Regions from separate parts of the Mus musculus genome. Here region 1 is linked to region 2. Evidence: chromatin contacts called from public HiChIP or PLAC-seq data. All regions are on one chromosome and are shown on one strand. Each heading gives the region's core, a stretch centred on a gene start, on an enhancer-like site or on the middle of the called end of the contact. The rest is flanking DNA. Distances are from core to core; before and after follow the strand shown.

Region 1 (3,626 bases), core at 58-2,557, 560 kb before region 2:
GGCTCTGAACTGGAACATGAAGGGAGAGAGACAAGAGCGCGCCCACAGGAGCATCTGCTCAACTCCGAGCTGAGCGCCAGCCAGAGGTTGGGGTTAAGTCCAGTGCGGCAGATCACTTACCCTCTCCCTGAAAGGCAGGAGGCTCTCGTGTTCCCACTCATCAACTGGCTGCAAATGTACTTCCCTCCTCTAAGGTCCTCAACTCACCCACCCCCCCCCCACCCAAATAGAGGGAAAGCTCTCTACGGCGATTAATGTCCTCTTCGAAGTCTACCTTAAGCCCACCTAAATTGGTTTCCTATCATAAACACGCTTTACAACGACCCGGGAAATCTTATAGGATGTATAAACCCCCTCGAATGCTTATAAAGTAGCACATAAAACGGCGCAAGCAGAGGGAGGTCCCCACCGCCCCCCCTCCGCCGCCCCGGGCCAGCCCCTCGGCCCGCGCCCCGCGCCTACCTGTGCCGCCGCTCTTTTCGGCCCCCGCCTCCCCCGGGGGGCCCTCGCCTTCACCGCCACCGCCTTCCGCCGCCCCCTTGGGCTCTGGGCCCGGAGTCGCCTTGGCGCAGGGACTGCCCCCGCCGCCACCAGCCCCTGGCTTGGGGTCGCCCTTGTCAGCGGCGCCCTCGGGCTGTGGCGGCGCGGGAGCGGGCTGGGGCTGCGGGCCGGCGAAGGGGGGTCCGGGCGCCGCCTCGTAGAACTGATCAAAGCCCTGGGGCAGGATGCCGTTGCGACCCACGGCGCTGTAGAAGTTAGAGGCTGCGGCCGCCGGACCGTGCGGCGGCCCGGGAGCGCCGCACACCGGCTCGGGAGCCTTGAAGAGCACGTCTGGCCGGCGGCCGGCGGGCGGGAGCAGATCTCGTTGCATGGCCGCCTCCTCGGCCGCCGCCGCTGCCGCCGCTGCCGCCGCTGCCGCGGCGTAGTAGGGAGCGTAGCCCCCGGAGCCGCCACCACCCCCGCCGGGACCGCCGCCGCCGCCGCCCCCCGCGCCACCGCCGCCTCCGCCGCGGTACGGCCACTTGGCGCGCTCCAGGCCGTAGTCGCGAAAGGCCACCTCCCGCACGGGCTGGACGTGTGGCGCCAGGTTGGAGGAGTAGGGGAAAGTCATCTGGCACGAGGACGGCTGCGAGAGGAACGACGGCTTGCTGGCGAAGTCCGACGGGGCCACGTAGTAAGCGCAGCCCGGCAGGTACATGCTGGCTGCGCTGGGGCCGCACTCGTCAAAGTCGTTCATGGCTGCGCGGCGTGCACGCCGGCAAGCCTCGGGCCGCTCCCCGCGCCTCCAACCTGAGCCATCGATTGCACAAGAGGCTTGGGCCAGGATCAACTAAGCAAAAATCCCCACCGGGCGCTGACGTGCAATTCATCTTGATTGATTCTGGTGGTAATTATGTCACGTGACGCCATGGAGAGAAATGTCCTTATATCTATATCAGCGCTCGCCAACACGCCCCGGGACGGCTCCTGGCGCCGAGACGCGCGCACGCTGGGGGCGGATCGGCCTCCAGCTCCCGCCAGCTCTCCCAGGGCACTCCCTGAGCAGGCTGCGCTGCAGGCCGGTCACCTGCGCGCCGCCGGCGGCTGCCACCGCTGGGCGCATCTGCCGCCACCGGACTGGGCCGCCCGCCCGCCTTAGCCCGCCCGCGCTGCTTTAAGTACCCGGACCTAGGCCGGAGGGGAGGAGGAGGGAGGGAGGAGGGGGAGGAAGGGGGAAGGGAGAGCAGTCGAGAGCGGTGGTGGTGGTGGTGGTGGGGGGAGCCCCGGCCCTGGCACAGAGGACTAGGTGTGAGAGTGTGAGGTTCCCACCCCCACCTTTCCTGCAGCCGCTCCCTCCCCCGCGACACAGCCACCCTCCGTAGCTCACCGGCTGGGAGCTTGTTGCTTCTTGTTCAAGGGGCGTAATTGCGACACTCTCTAGGGCGCAGGGAGCCCTGATTTACATATTTCTCTGCGGAGTGCGTTCCGGCTGGTAGGGATTTGGCTCTCTTGGGTTCTGACACCAGGGACAAGAGTGCAGACCCTGGAAAAAACGACTCCCAGGAGCTAGCTTGGCGTGGGCCTTGGTACCCATTCGGCCTTTCTTCTTCCAGGTTTTTCCGCTCTGTTCCCGTCCCTCCTTTCTTTGCTTACTCCTCACTCTTCTCCTTTCTCTCTCCTGTCTTCCTCTCTTCCTTTCCTCGCCTCCATCCTGCTTTCTCTCCTTTCTCCAGTCTTTCTTAGTACCTCCATCCTTTCCCTTTACTCTCTCTCTCTCTCTCTCTCTCTCTCTCTCTCTTTCTCTCTCCTCTCAATACTCAGCCAGCGTGGAAACACAGAGGTCCCGGTTTTCTGGCTTTCCTCAAAGCTCGAGGGTCTGAAGAACAAAAGGAAGATGAGTCCCACTCTCACAGAATAAGGTCCCTACTCACCGCCCACAGACAAACCCCTTGTGCTTTGGCCTTCCTCTCATCGTCTTCTGTGTTCAAGTCTCTTGGAGCTTTCACTGTGTTGGAGCCCCACTAAGCCCTGAGCAATCTCGTGGCATATCCCCAAGACTCCTCTGGAGCCCTTGAATTTGATGGTCATAGCATCTCCCAGGGAGATCGGTTGGTTCTCCAGGGGCCCTCAATAGCGTCTGCCTGCCTGTTGGAGTCTATCTGCACCACCTGACTCCGAGGTAGACTTTCCAGGCCCCCAGCCACTTGCTCCAAAGCCTCACTCATTGGGCTGCGGCAATCCTCTCAGGCCTGGAGTCCAAAAGAGGCCTAGGCTCCCACCTCCAGCTTACCAGGCCTTAGTCTCTCCCCAAATCCAAATCCCAGAACCAAAGGCAGCAGCCTTCCTCCTTCCTCAGTGTTCCTTTACCCAGGATTCAGCCCAGAGGCCTGGGCTTCAGCGCTATGCCCCGTTAGGCAGCTCTGTTCTGGTTTCCTTCCTTTCCCCAGACCGCTGCGGTTCGGGTCCTGTGCTCTTTGCGCACCCAGCCGACTTAAGAGAAAAGGCCGGTGGTCTGAGTTGCTATCTATTTTCTAGCCGTCGCCCCTTCCTCTTCTCCTCCCTCCTTTCTCCATTCCTCTCTTTCCTCCGCCCTCACCCGTGTCTGCTTCCCTCCCCCAAAAACTGCGCAAACAGGTCTGTGGCAGTGACGACTGGTGCTCCCCAAGCTCTCTCCCACTTAGCTGTCCATCCTAGGTGACCCCTCCCTGCAACTACCCCCCCCCCCCACACACACCCAGATTCCTGTTGGCACCATTCTCCTAGCCCGGAGTCCGACACACAGCGTATTTTTATCTGCCTCCCTATCTCCATCTCAGTTCCAAGCCTCTCCCTTTCTGAACCCTGGTCGACGCCCCTAGATCTGTCTCCTAAAATGGCTCCCCAGACACAGCACAGTGTTCCTGGGGTCGTTCAGGACGGAAGGCAGCGGCGCCCCCCCCCAATCTTTGCATGTCTTGGGATGCAAAACAATTTCCCCACCTTCTCTCTGCTCACCCCACCGACCGTCGCCCCTAAAGTGAAGTCTGCTGGCTGCCGAAAAGGGAAATGGAAAGGAGGAACCATTCAAGTTCAACGACATGGCGACGGCAGCTCCGGCGGGAGCCGCGCTTTGGCAGGGGAGGGTGCGCCATCTGCAGCAGCGCGCT
Region 2 (3,710 bases), core at 582-3,081:
AAAGACCTACAAATGGCTCCATGGAAGGTTCTTGATCCTGCTAACGGTGTGTTAGACGACACGGGACTGAAGAAAATGTAGGTAAACAGCAGTGTACAAGCAAACACGAGACTGACATCAAGAAGCCTCTGTTGGAATGGGTGGTTCTTGTGCTTTATTGAAACACCAGACAGCATCAGGTTCATAGTGTCTAAGATCTCTGTTGCCCGTCAACCCAGCTCCCTCCCAGACACTGGCAAACACACCCAGGTTTGAAGCTTGTAAGACCTTAGGAACGGATAATCCTTAAGACTTTGGAGTTTTAAATCTTCCTGAAAAGAGATATGGCCCCCACGTCTCACTTGTACACAACAGCAACCGGCAGTGGCTACTGACCTCACTGTGTCCTCGCTCCAGCGTGAGGGATCCCCACCACTCTATTCCCCCCCAGCCTGCCACCTGGACATGTCCGGGTCTACAGCTTCTCTTCCCTCCTCCCACTTTGTCTGTGTTATGATGGTGGGGGGCACGCCTAAATGTGATAGGGATACAAACGTATCACCTACGTGTTTTGAAAATGTGATTGTCATTTTTTTAAAAAATACAAAATAACTCCAACTAACCAGAGTTCTAGGGGGAATTAACTTGTTTCAATCCAAGTCATTTTCAAAGGGAAAATTTGCTTGATGGACACAGAAGTATTCGCCCATATGATTGGCAGGGGCAGGGTATCAGCACAGGGCTCAGGAGATATTCTCGCCCAAATTCCTGTCCGTCTCTCTCCTACACCATCACTATGGTCCTTACTGAGAATCAGTGGACAGAGGAACACCTCTGGGACCATCAAGAAGCATCCGAGAGAACTCAGGGAGGACACAATGAAGTATTTGAGGTGGTCCAAAACAATGGACTGAAGTTCTTCAGCTAAAGGAATAATTCAGTGAGTCAGAATGCAGTACCCACAGTCCTCAAGTCACACTGCTCGTATCCCGTGCTTTGTGAGTGACTAGGCCTGAGATCACTGCACAAGTATAGGGTCAAAGAAAGAGACAATCTCCCCCTTTCCAACTGGAAGGCCAGGGGTGATGCATCATGTCCCCGACTTTGTCACAGCTGTCCCACCAAGCCACTTGCTACAAAACTCAGGGGAGTACCCATGTCGATCAAGAACAAGAGAGCATCAGGCCTTCCGGTCTTCACCCATCATCCTCCTCTACTCCGCCTCCCCAAGGCCCCTGACCTCACCTCCTGGCTTCATAAAGACTCACGAGCAACCTTTCATCAGATTCTCCTCTTGCATTGTGAGAACGGAGGCAGAGATTCTAGAAGAACGGGATAGCTTTGTTAGTCTAGTAATTAAGATAGGAGTGACATTCAGACACGGCCTGGACAGGATGTGGCGAATCACTGCATTCTTTGTGTGGAAAGCTGTTCCCCGGCCTGCTTTGTCTGCCCTCCCGGGACCTCATCATCTCCACTAAAAGTCAAAATGGGATTTTGTGCCTTCTATTCCCTTCTCTTTCCCCCTCCTAATATATATCTGCTTTGAGGGAGCTATGTTTGTCAAAGTGGGCTAATTTATGGCATTATAGGGGGAAATGAAACCTCGGCTTCCCATTCTTGCCCCCGGAGCAGATTTACTAAGCGCCTCCTCTTTCCCTCCCTCCTCTCCATTTCTGGGGAGGCCATTTGCTAAACAGAACGTACTCTTTCGCCTCCAACCCCTGCAGCAGGCGAGGCAGGCAAATTGCCACTTGTCATGCCTTTCCCGAGTATGCCATGCATACGATTGTCTCCCAGCTAATAGCTCCTTCTATTGTCCATAATTCATCACTGTCAGCGTTCTTTACGTTTTATCCCTCCCTTACACGTTTCATGAGAATCTATGCTTCTCCTATTGTGGCCCTGGATTTCATTAGCATAGACTGCATGATGTCAAATAAATACACACACTCTACTGCAGCAGAGTCTGTTCTTTGCACAGAACAGGATGTTACTTTTATTAGTATTTTTTTTCCTCATTTCCTTACAGTCTTTTCCTTTTTCACTAAGCCATTATGAAGTGCGTACCAGTGGTATCTTGGGTAATTAGCCATTACAGCGCTGTCACCAAGGGTTCCACAGTCAATACAAAGATAATTTGGGCAATGGTGAATGACAGTGCTGTCCAGACTTTTGGGATAATCAAGGACACATCCAGCTGTACCAGACATCTGTCAGACCCATGAATCATCTCAACTGGCTCGACAATAGCCAGGCAGCCCCAGTGAAGGTAAACACGACAGCAGGCAGCCCACCATCGCAGGCAGCAACTCTCTTACAGAAAAGCCCGCCTCTCTGTGCAAGAGCAGAGCCCTGTGCACGATGCTTTCATGGCTCAGGAATACTAAGAAATAACAACAATCAAATGGTTAGGGAATGGTGTTAATATTACAACAATCCTGATGTTTGTCTTAACTAAAAACGAAGTGGACACTCAGAAACTAGACCTAGATCTATTGGTTGTAATTCGTTTTATGTGATGTACGCTATTTCGGAAGCCATCCCGAGCTTTTATGCACCCAAGTTCTATGCTATTAAGTTCTTTCTGTTTGTTTAATAAGCTAACACTGTTTTTATGGTTTTTATTTGCAAAGTTCCCCAGCAAGTGTGACTAGCAGTTTATGTAGCAGTCTTTGCTACAAATTCTTAAAATGGCACACACACACAATCTCTAAAATGAAGAGGAAAAAGATCCAATAGTCTAAAGCAAATTTAGAAGGACCACAGTTGCTCGTGGTTGATTTTTCAAAATGACTGCCTCTGTGAGCATCCCGGACGCTCATGCATGGCAGACTCAATTTCAGTCTACAACTGACCACTGGCCAGGAATTTCCTAAAAGGGGGTTTTTATACATGTACCTGCAGCTTGGTCTGGTCTTCATGGTATTTTCTAGCTATCCTAAGTAAGCCCTACGTCTTCCAGCTGAAACCAGAAGCAAGAACCATAGATCTGCAGCCCCTCCCCCTCATCTGATGAGAAGCTGTTCCTGTCCAAATCACTTTTATGAGTTAATTGAGGCTGTTTATCCACAGTTCTTTATTAACCTTCTAAATGTCAGACAAGCAAACTCGAAGAGTTCTGCACCCAGCCATTAGAGGACCCACAATGGAGCTGGCAACCACAGGCTCTTGTGCTGTTGGGAAGTTGGCATTGAAGGTGACCCGTTATTTTCACTGTCAGTTACCCTACTTTCTTTGAGGCACTTTTAAAGATCAGCTTTACTGTAGGATAAACTCCACCACTTAAAGTACACAACTTAATAGACTGGCCATGTTTAGACCTATGTAGCCACTATCTGTCAAGACAGTGGACACCTCCCTCCTTCCATTGCTAGGTTGTTGGGTGGACACTTGATGTGTGTGTGCAATGGTTGGATTGTTGGGTGGACACTTGATGTGTGTGTGTGCAGTGGCTGGGTCATACTGTCACACTTTCGCCAGCTGGATTGTTTTTACATCTCCACCAGCAGCAGTGTCTGGTAGCTCCCGTTCCTCCACACTGTACTGTATGTGACTAATTCTTCTCATTTTACCCATTTCCATAGGTCTATGGCGATGTCTCACTGTGATCACAACCTACACCCTCCTAATGTCATTAGGCATTTTTTTCATGTACGTATTTACCATCAGTATGTCTTTGTTTTGTAACATTTCTGTCCAAATGTCTTACCCATCTGTCTGTCTGCCAA

The links. HiChIP or PLAC-seq counts read pairs in DNA pulled down with a chosen protein or histone mark.
Region 1: an H3K4me3 HiChIP or PLAC-seq map of embryonic forebrain shows a contact between it and region 2, with 4 times the contacts expected there. The contact joins the promoter of Hoxd11 here to the enhancer-like site in region 2. A contact is called at or near these places in 2 of 39 promoter capture datasets (HPC-7-derived erythroid cells and trophoblast stem cells), 9 of 115 datasets of contacts at active chromatin or transcription factors (craniofacial prominence, embryonic basal ganglia, embryonic forebrain and 6 more) and 3 of 9 other capture datasets (embryonic stem cells, liver and pancreatic islet).

What each region holds. Positions count from the first base shown.
Region 1 is chr2:74,680,004-74,683,629 of GRCm38.p6, reverse strand. It overlaps Hoxd11 (homeobox D11), which reads right to left and starts at 1,307. Exons shown (of 2, transcript NM_008273.2): 1 at 463-1,307. The coding sequence starts at 1,237.
Region 2 is chr2:74,117,827-74,121,536 of GRCm38.p6, reverse strand. No RefSeq gene overlaps it. Among named protein-coding and RNA genes, the nearest start is that of Gm31534, 86 kb to the left of the region's middle. Within about 2 kb of position 1,831, at least 13 of the 459 cell types and tissues checked have an H3K27ac peak or open chromatin away from gene starts, as enhancers often do. A contact at or near this core is called in embryonic basal ganglia and embryonic forebrain, where this site is marked.